3 separate regions of the Macaca mulatta genome follow, and regions 1 and 2 are each linked to region 3. Evidence: chromatin contacts called from public Hi-C data. All regions are on one chromosome and are shown on one strand. The core of a region is the stretch at or near the end of the contact, and the rest is flanking DNA. Distances in the headings are between cores, read along the strand shown. Region 1 holds the start of UTP3 (UTP3 small subunit processome component). Region 2 holds the start of DCK (deoxycytidine kinase). Region 3 holds the start of GRSF1 (G-rich RNA sequence binding factor 1).

What was found. Hi-C and Micro-C count contacts between places; a contact is called where the count stands out from the background.
Region 1: a Hi-C map of liver shows a contact between it and region 3, with 3 times the contacts expected there. The contact joins the promoter of UTP3 here to the promoter of GRSF1 in region 3. A contact is called at or near these places in 2 of 14 Hi-C or Micro-C datasets (cortical neurons and liver).
Region 2: a Hi-C map of liver shows a contact between it and region 3, with 3 times the contacts expected there. The contact joins the promoter of DCK here to the promoter of GRSF1 in region 3. A contact is called at or near these places in 3 of 14 Hi-C or Micro-C datasets (cortical neurons, fetal cortex germinal zone and liver).

What each region holds. Positions count from the first base shown.
Region 1 is chr5:63,166,364-63,170,667 of T2T-MMU8v2.0, reverse strand. UTP3 (UTP3 small subunit processome component) reads left to right here and starts at 1,784. Exons shown (of 1, transcript XM_001105717.5): 1 at 1,784-3,801. The coding sequence starts at 1,942. The coding sequence ends at 3,378. LOC144341169 (a long non-coding RNA gene) reads right to left here and starts at 1,577. Exons shown (of 3, transcript XR_013417952.1): 1 at 1,402-1,577; 2 at 285-404; 3 at 1-21.
Region 2 is chr5:62,851,415-62,855,553 of T2T-MMU8v2.0, reverse strand. It overlaps DCK (deoxycytidine kinase), which reads left to right and starts at 2,390. Exons shown (of 7, transcript NM_001257554.1): 1 at 2,390-2,535. The coding sequence starts at 2,445.
Region 3 is chr5:63,014,672-63,018,749 of T2T-MMU8v2.0, reverse strand. It overlaps GRSF1 (G-rich RNA sequence binding factor 1), which reads right to left and starts at 2,622. Exons shown (of 10, transcript NM_001267002.1): 1 at 2,211-2,622. The coding sequence starts at 2,564.

The DNA.
Region 1 (4,304 bases), core at 535-3,034, 150 kb before region 3:
TCCACTACTGTCTGTGGCATTCTGCAACAAAGAGTAAGCAGTTAATATCTGCTAAATGGCAAAATGTACTAAAATTTACATTAAGAAATAAATTCATGCTTACCATCAGAACATAACTTTTGCCCACATCTTTCTAAATTTTATTTTCTAAAATCTTGTAAAAATTTCAAAATGTTTCAGACACCTTTAGGCACTTGGAAAATGTTTAAAGTATCACTTTTCTAAAATTTTGCATTATTTCTATTAACCTAATGACACTATACTTTCTGCAAAGAAATTGTCACCTTTGGCCGGATGCGGTGGCTCACGCCTGTAATCCCGGCACTTTGGGAGGCCGAGGCGGGCGGATCACGAGGTCAGCAGATCGAGACCATCCTGGCCAACATGGTGAAACCCCGTCTCTACTGAAAATACAAAAATTAGCTGGGGGTAGTGGCGTGTGCCTGTAATCCCAGTTACACGGGAGGCTGAGGGAGGAGAATCACTTGAACCAGGGGATCGGAGGTGGCAGTGAGCTGAGATCGCCACTGCACTCCAGCCTGGCGACAGAGCGAGCCTCTGTCTCAAAAAAAAAAAAGAAAAGAAAAGAAAACAGAAAGAAATTGTCACCATTAATTTTATTTTATTTATTTTTTTGAGACAGAGTCTCCGTCTGTCGCCCAGGGTAGAGTGCAGTGGTGCGATATCGCCTCACTGCCACCTCCGCCTCCCGGGTTCAAGTGATTCTCCTGCCTCAGCCTCCCGAGTAGCTGGGATTGATTACAGGTGCCCGCCCCCAAGCCCTGCTAATTTTTTTTGTATTTTTAGTAGAGACTGGGTTGCACCATTGTTGGCTAGGCTGATTTTGCACTCCTGACCTCAAGTGATCCACCCACCTCGACCTCCCAAAGTGCTTAGGATTACGGGCGTAATCCACCGCGCCCAGCCATGTCACCATTAATTTTAGCAACATATCAAAAGTTCAGCTTCCAACCACCTACACTAAAAGGTATCATAATACTAACCCCGAACCTTGCATATGTAATGCCTAAAAACTTACACCCTGAATTACTCTAACATTCAGGGCAGACCTCCTCGAGAAGAGTCAGACCCTGCAGTGGGGCTCTGCCTTCCCACCGTCAGCCTCAGGGTCATCTAGGTTTATCGATCCCCATGGAGCGGGTCCCCGAGCTCTGTAAGCAGGGAGAGGGCGAGGGGGATGAGTAAACCCGAGCCGGAGGTCCGGCCTGCGCTCTCCCCCGGAAACCTCCCGCGGGATTCTGGAGTCTAGCGGCGCTGCCTGAGGCTGTGGTGCCCAGAAATGTGGTGGTGGGGCGGGGGGGTGGGTATGAGAGAAAAACAATCTGATTAACTTCCAGCCTGATAAGCAGAAAAGAGAAAACAAGGGAGCAGGAGAACTACACTAGCACACGCCTGCCGGTCGCAAATGCCAGGTACACGCGCAGTTAAAACTCCATGGAATGCCCCCACGACTTCTCCAGGGCGTAAAGCGCAGCGCCCTCTATTGGCCGTCTGGATCTCGCCTGGAGGTGCCGTCAAGATTCCGTCCGCCAGCCACGTCCAGGCACTCCAGAATAAGCGCATGAGCCCCAAGAAAGGGTTCGGTGGAACGGAACTTCCTTATCCTATCGTTTCCACACGGAAAGATTTTAATTCACCGGAATCGACTGGCGTCAAAGGGCACAGCGAAAAGGAAGTTGGTATCAACGTGACCTCGCCTAAGGGACCGAGCGGAAGTCCTGAATCGTACGCCACGCGGAGAGCATGCTGGGGGCCGGAAGGTAAAAGAAATTCCTGTAGCGGATCCTGAGTCTGCAAACTCTGGTGGCGGGGGAGCGCGCGGCTGTTTAAAGCCACGAGTTATCGGAGCGTCTGATTCCTGCACCGAAGTCAGAGGTGGCCGAAAGTCCGGAGTCGCTGTAAAACCTGAGATTGTGAGCCATGGTGGGGAGATCCCGGCGGCGCGGAGCAGCTAAGTGGGCAGCTGTGCGAGCCAAGGCAGGTCCCACGCTCACCGACGAAAACGGAGATGATTTAGGATTGCCACCCTCACCAGGGGACACCAGCTACTACCAAGATCAGGTAGATGACTTTCATGAGGCACGATCCCGGGCCGCCTTAGCTAAGGGCTGGAATGAAGAACAGAGTGGAGACGAGGAGGATGGCGAGGAGGAGGAGGAGGAGGTGCTAGCCCTAGATGTGGACGATGAGGACGACGAAGATGGGGGGAGTGCGGGGGAGGAGGAGGAGGAGAATGCCGATGATGATGGTGGGAGCTCCGTGCAGAGTGATGCTGAGGCCTCTGTGGATCCCAGTTTGTCGTGGGGTCAGAGGAAAAAACTTTACTATGACACGGACTATGGTTCCAAGTCCCGAGGCCGGCAGGGTCAACAGGAGGCAGAGGAGGAGGAAAGAGAGGAGGAGGAGGAGGCACAGATCATTCAGCGGCGCCTAGCCCAAGCGCTGCAAGAGGACGATTTTGGTGTCGCCTGGGTTGAGGCCTTTGCAAAACCAGTGCCTCAGGTAGATGAGACTGAGACACGGGTCGTGAAGGATTTGGCTAAAGTTTCAGTGAAGGAGAAGCTGAAAATGTTGCGAAAGGAATCCCCAGAACTCTTGGAGCTGATAGAAGACCTGAAAGTCAAGCTGACAGAGGTGAAGGATGAGCTGGAGCCATTGTTACAGTTGGTGGAACAAGGGATCATTCCACCTGGAAAAGGAAGCCAATATTTGAGGACCAAGTACAACCTCTACTTGAATTATTGTTCGAACATCAGTTTTTATTTGATCCTGAAAGCTAGGAGAGTCCCAGCACATGGACATCCTGTCATAGAAAGGCTTGTTACCTACCGAAATTTGATCAACAAGCTGTCAGTTGTGGATCAGAAGCTGTCCGCAGAAATTCGTTATCTGTTGACACTTAAGGATGATGCTGTAAAGAAAGAACTGATTCCGGAAGCAAAATCCACCAAGCCCAAACCAAAGTCTGTTTCAAAGACTTCTGCTGCTGCCTGTGCTGTTACAGATCTTTCTGATGATTCTGATTTTGATGAAGAAGCTAAACTGAAGTACTATAAAGAAATAGAAGACAGGCAAAAGCTAAAGAGAAAGAAAGAAGAAAATAGCACTGAAGAACAGGCTGTTGAAGATCAAAATGCAAAGAGAGCCATTACCTATCAAATTGCTAAAAATAGGGGACTTACTCCTAGGAGAAAGAAGATTGACCGCAATCCCAGAGTGAAACACAGGGAGAAGTTCAGAAGAGCCAAAATTCGAAGAAGAGGCCAGGTTCGTGAAGTTCGTAAAGAAGAGCAACGTTATAGTGGTGAATTATCTGGCATTCGTGCAGGAGTTAAAAAGAGCATTAAGCTTAAATGAAGTTTTTGCTTAGCATAAGTTTTTGGCAATTGTGGATCAATACATTTTTACTTTTAACTAAAGTGATTGTATTAATATATAATACTTTAAATTTTAAAAATTCTTGTCCACAGGGAAATTTGTCTGGGTTATTGGACAATTTATATTAAGATTATAAGAACTGTGGGAGCAATATGAAGGTGCTTGAGAAAAGAGATGATGTTGAAGTTTTTCAGTATTCTGTTAAACAGGTATTAGCTTAGGCAAATTTCACAGTTCATTGTACAGTGTTAAACTCAGAACATGTGTAACTTTTCACATAAAGAGAATGCACCTTTGAGAGTTATTTGTAAAGCAGCCTATAAAATAGTTCTGAAATATTTTATTTACCTAACTGTAATTATTGGGCTACTTGTTAATAAATGGACTTAATGTTAACATGGATTTCATACGTTCTGTGTGGTTTAAAAGCATAGGAATGAAACTTTGGTTAAAAGTAGAAAAAGGAAGATATATGCCGTAATTACATCAATTGTCAATATTTTCTCATAGTTCTTCATGTGGTAAATAAGATAAAAATCCCATTTCCCCTTCTTTACTGGTGATTTGCAGCGGTTGCTGCTTGTGCTTGCACTCCATTTGCTAAAAATTTGATATGATTACTACTAGGTAAGTGGTAACTAAGTGGCAACAAAGTTCCATTTTTACAGAGTCTCACTCTAGCCCAGGCTGGAGTGCAGTGGCAGGATCTCTCGGCTCACTGCAACCTCCACCTCCCGGGTTCAAGTGATTCTCCTGCCTCAGTCTCCTGAGTGGCTGGGATTACAGGTGCTCACCACCACGTCCAGCTAATTTTTGTATCTCTAGTTGAGACAGGGTTTTGGCTAGGCTGGTCTTGAACTCCTGACCTCAAGTGAGCAGCCCGCCTTGGCCTCCCAAAGTGCTGG
Region 2 (4,139 bases), core at 1,141-3,640, 160 kb after region 3:
TGTGGAAACCACACTTGGAGATTTCTACTCCTTGGAACCCCAAGCCTCTTTATGACATGCATCCAGGACCAGCTCTGCTTCCCTGTTGAATGTCTCAGAGACTTGCCTTCCTTCTCTCGGTAGCCGCCAGTATTACCATTTCATGAGTTTTCCCCCAAGCTTGGCGGTGGAATGTGATAGCTAGTAGCTTCCCCAGCACCTTTCTCCCAACTTCCTTGCTATACCTGATGACAACTATTCAGGCCTTTTCGATTCCTAGGATCTTGCTATTAATCACTATGGGGATAAGTAAAAGTAATACATACAAAATAATTGCATAACAGTAATATAGGGCAGTTACATAGAATGATACTTGCTGTTTAATCCTGGAAAATGTGATCGCCAAGGATTCAGATTTAATTTCTGCTCTTTATTTCTGAGGATGGAGTCACCATTTTCCCCTTTTGGCTACACATTTAGATCCTTTTCAGGTCTCATGGTAGTTGCAGTGTAAAAAAAGAATAGCAAGGCCTTTGGTTTCTGTAGACAATTTGGACCAGATAACTTCTAGACTGGGTAATATCCGGTTTATTAGTGTTACTGAATGGGAAGTCTTGACTCTGAATTGTCTGGGTTCTTGGCGTGTTGAAGAATTGAACAAAACGTAGAAACAAAGCAACAAAAGAAGGAAGCAACGAAAGACAAAGCAACAAAACGGAGTAACAAAAGCACAAAATTTATTGAAGCGAAGGAAGTCCTTCAAGAGTCCCAACTGCAGTGTTCTTAAGGTTTACTAGGCTAAAAGAATTTGATAGACCCCTAGGCAATTGATTACACCCTATGAAAGATTGGCCTGCGACCAATCAGAGGCTGAAATGGAGATGGCTGAGAAAAGCAGGCTGATGCGGAAACTTGTCTTTTTTTTTTTTTTTTTTGAGGCAGAGTCTCGCTCTGTCGCCCAGGCTGGAGTGCAGTGGCGCGATCTTGGCTCACTGCAAGCTCCGCCTCCCGGGTTCACGCCATTCTCCTGCCTCAGCCTCCAGAGTAGCTGGGACTACAGGCGCCCACCACCACGCCCGGCTAATTTTTTGTATTTTCGGTAGAGACGGGGTTTCACCGTGTTAGCCAGGATGGTCTCGATCTCCTGACCTCGTGATCCGCCCGCCTCGGTCTCCCAAAGTGCTGGATTACAGGCGTGAGCCACCACGCCCGGCGGAAACTTTTGTCTTGTAATCACAGGAGTGAAGGTGTGGCCTGTATGCTGCCTAGTCTTGCCTAGAACTGGCTGCACCTGCTGTTCTTTTGCTTATGCCTTAACCCTTGGTTACCCTAATTCCCTAGTCTCTTGCCTCATTAGGTCTTTACCCTGACTAAAAATGCACTCATCGAGCTGGGACAAATCCTACACTGCGTTTGTCCCAGCAGAGTACATGGCACATAAGTAGGCATTCAAAAATTCAACATACAGTACATTTTGTTACCTATGTGCCAGGTGTTAGGCAGGCTAACAGCCGAACAGAAACCTACCTACCCAACGTGCTAACTTCTATGCAGCATGGTCGTGCATCCAAATCAAATGGAAAGCGGTATGGGAGATCTGGAAAGGCTTCCCGTGGGTGGCATCTGACTACCTAAATTCCCATCCCAGTTTCACTTATTGACTTTGACACTTGGAACAAGCAGCCTCCCAGTGCCTGTTTTCCCACTAGTAGGTAAATGGGCTAATGACAGTATCTTCGCCACTAGACTGAATTAATGAAAAGCACATAGAGGAAGAGAGCCTGGCTCTCTAAGTGGGCAGTGCGATTCCCGAGGGCGGAACTTCGCTTCATAGTCTTCCTCTAGGCTGAGAAGCCAGGGTAAATCCATTTGATTTTCCTACCACACAGTGCCTTCTCCCCTGATGAGTTCAAATCTTTAAGTCTATCCAGTTCTGTCCAGACGCGTCTGTTCATCTCCAGCAGGCCCACTGGAGAGGCGGGTTTTCCAAAGCCTGGCACGGCCCACTGCAGATGACGCCCCCTGTCCTCCAATGCCCTCAGGCCTCTGGCGTCCACCCTTCCTCCCCACCCGACTCCGGAACCTCTTCCAGCGCCCCGCCCGGGCGCCTGGCTGCGAGGGTAGAGGCCTTCCGCCACACGCGCGGCCCCGCCCCGGCCTCCACGTGACGTGGCGTGCGAAGCGCCCATGCGGGGAGTCGCGCTGGAGGCGGGCTAGGGCCGAGGGGCAACCAGAGATCGGTGGGCTGAGGAGGGCGGGGCCACGCCACAGGCCCGCCCCTGTCCTCAGCTGCCTCCGCGCGCCAAAGTCAAACCCCGACACCCGCCGGCGGGCCTGTGAGCTCACTAGCGGACGGGGCAGGTCGGGATCTGCCTCGGCTGCGCCGCGAGCTCCAGTGCGCGTACCTGTGGCCGCCTCCCAGCCCTCTCTGCTGGACGCGCTCTGGGCCGCCACAAGACTAAGGAATGGCCACCCCGCCCAAGAGAAGCTGCCCGTCTCTCTCAGCCAGCTCTGAGGGGACCCGCATCAAGAAAATCTCCATCGAAGGGAACATCGGTAAGGAGCCTCCAGAAATGTGGGACGCAAGGCTGGGGTGTCGCGGCAGTGGCTGAAGCTTCCCTTCGCCGCATCTCTGTGCAGCTCCTCGGTGAGGGCTTTCCCTCCAGCCTGGCCGTGTGGACGCGCCCTCGGCTTCCTTTCCCACCCAGAGCTTCCTTCCCTTCCCTCCCGCGCCACGGGGTGACTGCGGTCCCCGGAGTCAGACTGGGCGCCAGGCCTGTGGTCTCTGTGAGGCGCGCTTTGAGCCTCTGCGCCCTCTTTGTTGGGAACTCGCAAAGGGAAGCGGGGGAAGGGTATCAGATTTCTTGAGGTGTAACTTACATTAAATTCACCCTTTTTAGGTGTACTCTTTTATGAGGTTTGACAAACATTATGCGTTTTACTATCACCACGATCGAAATACAGAACATTTTCATCACCTCAGAAAGTTCCTACCTGCTCCTTTGTAGTCAGCGCCCTCCACCCTTCCTATTCCCTGACACCCACTGATTTGATTTCTATCCCTGCAAGTGTTGCCTTTTCCAGAATGCCATATAAATGGAATCATAGGCTATATCGCCTTTTGTGTCTGGCGTCTTTCATTTAGCATAATGCTTTTGAAATTCATTCATGTTACTTGTGTGTGTAGTTTTTTTTTTTTTTTTTTTTTTTTATTGCTGAGTAGTATTCCATTGCATGGATGTACCATCGTTTATCGATTTTCTAGTTGTGGACCTCTGGGTTGTTTACAGTTTTTTAGCTATGTTATTACCGAAACATTATTTTAGCTATATTATTAACGAAACTCGAAACATTCGAGTACAAGAAAAGAGGTCTTTTATGATCTTAATAGCATGCAATTCCTCACCCCTTACTCCACATCCAAGTAAACATTGGATTATGATTCGAAGACCACTAACGTTTCTGTTAACTCAGATGGGGTGCTAAGACTAGGTCATTTTGCAAGATACACACCAACGTCCGATTCTTCTGTATTTCCAACCTCAGGAAACCTACCCCTGAAACTTCCTGTTTTGATAGATTTTTTTTTTTTTTAATTTTTTTAGCTCCAGGTTGGGTGCTGGTCATTCATGCATACAGCAAATTTTTAAAAATTCTTACCACATTCAAAGCACTGTACCTTCTTGAAAAAGACAAGGCAGGCAGATGCTTAGTATTCAAATCAATAGAAAAAAAATACATTCTCAAAGAGGACTTCTTATTTCATTGCTCCATAATTAAGGCACCAGTAGAAAGACCATATACTATACTTAGCAATGTAAGTTATTTGACGGTGCATGTTTACTAGTATGGAACCCCTGACAGTTGCTTACTGAATAAAGAAGACCATATATAAAGACAGGAGAAAGTGGCTGAACAAAGCCATCTGAAAAGTAAATTTGAGGCAGGGCATGGTGGCTTATACTTGTAATCCCAGGATTTTGGGAGACTTAGGCAAGAGGATCACTTGAATCCAGGAGTTTGAGACCAGCCTGGGCAACATAGTGAGAACTCATCTCCAAAAAAAAATTAAAAAATTAGCTGCATGTGCTGGTGTGCCTGTGGTCCCAGCTACTCAGGAGGCTAAGGCAGGAGGATTGCTTGAGCCCAAAGATCAAGGC
Region 3 (4,078 bases), core at 1,373-3,872:
AAACAGCAATTAATTTCAATTAATTCCGTTTAAATTAGGAGCCAAAGAAGGTGACCTGGCAAAAGGAAGCTGGTACCATAGAGCAGAGGGCCTTGAGTGTGGAGCTCAATGTGTGTTCTTCACTTGGTAGGCAAAGGGAATTTAACAAAAGACACTGAGGACTGTGTAAATCAACAAGATAGGATGCCTTGGGAAGATTCCTCTGTCAGCTGGTATGCCAGATCAAGTGATTAAGGGAAAGATCTTAAAGGCAACAGCAGCATTGTGAGGCTAAAGACTTGTAAAGTCTCTTTTATCGGATTAAGTAAAACTGGAATTTAGTAAGAATCCACCAAGCACTACAACCATAACCTAAGAAGACAACTCAGGCTTTAAGACTTGCACTCTACTGGGCTAGGTGCGGTGGCTAACGCCTGTAATCCCAGCACTTTAGGAGGCCAAGGTGGGCGAATCACGAGGTCAGGAGTTCAAGACCAGCCTGGCCAACATGGTGAAACCCCATCTCCACTAAAAATACAAAAAATTAGCCGGGTGTAGTGGCGTATGCCTGTAATCCCAGCTACTCGGGAGGCTGAGGCAGGAGAATCGCTTGAACCCGGGGGGCTGGAGGTTTCAGTGAGCTGAGATCTCGGCATTTCACTCCAGCCTGGGCTACAGATCAAGACTCCGTCTCAAAAAAAAAAAAGAAAAAAAGACTGCACTCTACTGGACTAAGGACAGAGATATCTTTGTACTATCAATCATTTTTTTTTTTTTTGAGACGGAGTTACGCTCTTGTCGGCCAGACTAGAGTGCAACGGCGCAATCAGCCTCCCGAGTAGCTGGGATTACAGGCGCCTGCCACCATGCCCGGCTTTTTTGCGTTTTTTAGTAGAGATGGAGTTTCACCATGTTGGTGAGGCTGGTATCGAACTCCTGACCTCAGGTGATCCACTCGCCGCAGCCTCCCAAAGTGCCGCGCCCGGCCCTATCTATAATTTTCATGAAGGCTTAATGTTTAGTTTTAAGGAATAAATGTAAGCAGTGTCTAACACATAGATGCTCTACAGATACCACTGCCTCAATTTCACAGAAAAAAAAAAAAAGAGAAGCTAGCTCACAAAGGTTCATTAGAGATTGTTTTGTTGTGGTTTTTGTAGACAACTTTCCCTATTTTTCCAGAATTCCATAAGCATCACAAGCTTTCACAGAAAAAGGCAGCGGAAAGTATTGGGCCAGGATTCTAATCAATTAGCTCAGCCGCTGGCACACAGCAGCCATGCTAATGAGCCTCCCAGTCTCCCTAAGTTAAAGGAGAAGCACAAATTGAATTCAGATAAATATGACCCAAAGAATCAGGGGCTGGGTAGTTAAAAAGTGCAGACACTTCCCAGATGCCACATAACAATAAGAGAAAGGTTCATCTACAAGACACAAAATATTTGCAATCTGAGTTAAGTACATACCGACTTTTCTAAAAAATAAAGAAAAAATGGAAAGGAAAACATTGTAAATTCATTCCTGGGACCCCAAATTGTGTCCTCAACCCTCAACGCTCCCTCCCCTTCACCCCCTCCCACCAACAGCTAAACCTCCAAACTGCTTTCCCAGACGAGGCGACACACAGTCCTAAAAGACCTTCTGTACGAGTGGAGTTGCAGAGGTGACCTTCAGTAAACCGGGACAGCTCGTCTTTCCCTGGGGACAGGACAGGGAAGGGCGCGATGGGGACAGGTTCCTTCCCTACAAGCCAGCCCACGCAACTGTGTGCGCGCACCTTCTCAGCCGCGGCCCACCGAGAGGCGCCGAGGGCCGCCCAGGCCTAGCGCTCACGCTGCACGGAAACCCCCAACCCTCGGCGGGCTCCGGCCTCGCAACTTCACAACCTGCTGGTGGAAAGCAAAAGGGATCCGAGGTGGGCGCGTCAGCAGCCTCACGAAACCTACCATGGGCCCGGCGGGGAACAAGGCCTCAACATTCACCCCAGCCACACTTAAACTGCCCAACAGACCCAGAATCGAGGGGAGAACAAATCAAGGAGAAAACCCGACGCCTAGGAGAGCTTCCCTTGTTCCGGGGCCCAATAGGAGCACAGGGCGGACGGGGGAGGGTGTGCGGCGCGAGTCGCGGATCCCCGGGCGCGCCAGCGAAGTGCACACGGAGGGGCGCGGGGGCGCGTGCGCGCAGCCCGGGAGGGGTCTAGCGCCAGGTCCCTAGCGGCGCCCACGTACCTGGCTGTAGCTACGCGTCGGGCCCGCGGCCGCCGCCAGCGACTGCGGCAGCAGAGGGGCACGGAGGGCAGGGTAGGCCGCGGCGGCCGCCGCCGCGGCAGAGGTGGCCACAGGGGAAGGCCCCGCCAGCCTCCCGGGAGGCACAGGCCCGGTCTGGAGGCCACGCGTCTGGGAGGCAGCGGCCGCGGCGGCCCCGAGCAGCAGCAGGAGGCGGCGGCGGCCCGAGACGCCAGACGGGATAGAGCCAGCGGCAGAGTAGAAGGGCAGGCAGGCGGCGCCAGTGCGCCGGCAGCTGCTGCAGTTACAGCCGCAGCCCCGGAGCAGCGCCCCGAGTACCCAGCGCGTGCCGGCCATGGACTCCGGAGGCGGCGTGGGGCCTGTAGGCAGCTGCGGCTGCAGCGCGAGTGGAGCGGAAGTGGAATCCAGGGCCGGTTGGGGGTGGGGGTGCCGGGAACATGCGCCGCGGGCACAGGGGGCAGCGGTGAGTCGAAAGAGGCGGAGGAGAGCGCGACGCTCCGCCCAGTCTCCGCCCTTAGGGCGGGGCTGCCCATAGCTTGGGAGGGGCCCCGGGAAGGGGGTGCAGTCGATCTGCTCTTTTTTCAGGCGGGGTAAACTGAGGCCCAAAGAAAGTGAGGCTTGGGCCGGGCACAGTGGCTCATTCCTGTAATCCTAGCACTTTGGGAGGCCGAGGTGGGCGGATTTCCTGAGCTCAGGAGTTTGAGACCAACCTAGGCATCACTGTGAAACCCCGTCTCTACTAAAATACAAAAAGTTAGGCCGGGTGTGGTGGCTCACGCCAGTAATCCCAGCACTTTAGGAGGCCGACGGAGGGGGAGCGGATCACCTGAGGTCAGGAGTTCAAGACCAGCCTGGCCAACATGGTGAAACTGTGTCGCTACTAAAAATGCAAAAATTACCCGGGTGTGGTGGCGGGCTCCTGTAATCCCAGCTACTCAGGAGGCTGAGGCAGGAGAATCACTTGAACCCGGGAGGCGGAAGTTGCAGTGAGCCGAGATCATGCTACTTCTCTCCAGCCTGGGCGACATACTGAGACGCCATCTCAAAAAAAAAAAAAAGGAGGGCCATCCTGCTCTGGGTAGAGCCGAGACCTATAGCACAGGTCTGTGCCACCCCAAGATGTGCCACCGAAACCCGTGGTGTGAACGGCTAAAGAACCTTTTCTGAAAGGAATTGTGATACTCTGGTTATTAAAAAAATCGTTGGGATAATATCGGAGATTTGGTACCCCCCAAATTTGAGATACATGAGGAAGGAGAGCATTCTTTGTTGTTTTAAAATGAAATACAGACACGGCGTGGTGGCTCATGCCTATAATCCCAGCACTTTGGGAGGCTGAAGTGAGAGGATCACTGGATCCCAAGAGTTGCAGACCAGCCTGGGCAACATAGGGAGACCCCGTCTCTACAAAAAATAAAAAAAGCCGGGCATGATGGCCTGGGCCTGTAGTCCCAACTACTTGGGAGGCCGATTGCTTCAGCCCAGGAGGTGGAGGCTGCAGTAAGCTATGATTGCCAACACTGAACTCCAGCCTGGGTGACAGAGTGAAACCCTGTCACTAAAAAAATAAAACATATATATTTATTATGTACTGATCAAGCGCATAACAAAGGTGAATCCTCCCCTAATGAAACTGTATTCACAAGGGAACACAGAGATTTGCACACACACACACACACACACACACAGAGACTGGTTGTGTAGCTTTCCTCCTCCTGAGACCAGGACCTGTCAGAGACAAGCAAAAGGAAGTTGTTAGAGTAAAAAATAAGAGAAAGCTAGTATTTTTAAAAACTTCTTACTGTGGAGAATATCAAACAGAAGAACAGAATGAATTTCCAGAACTTCAT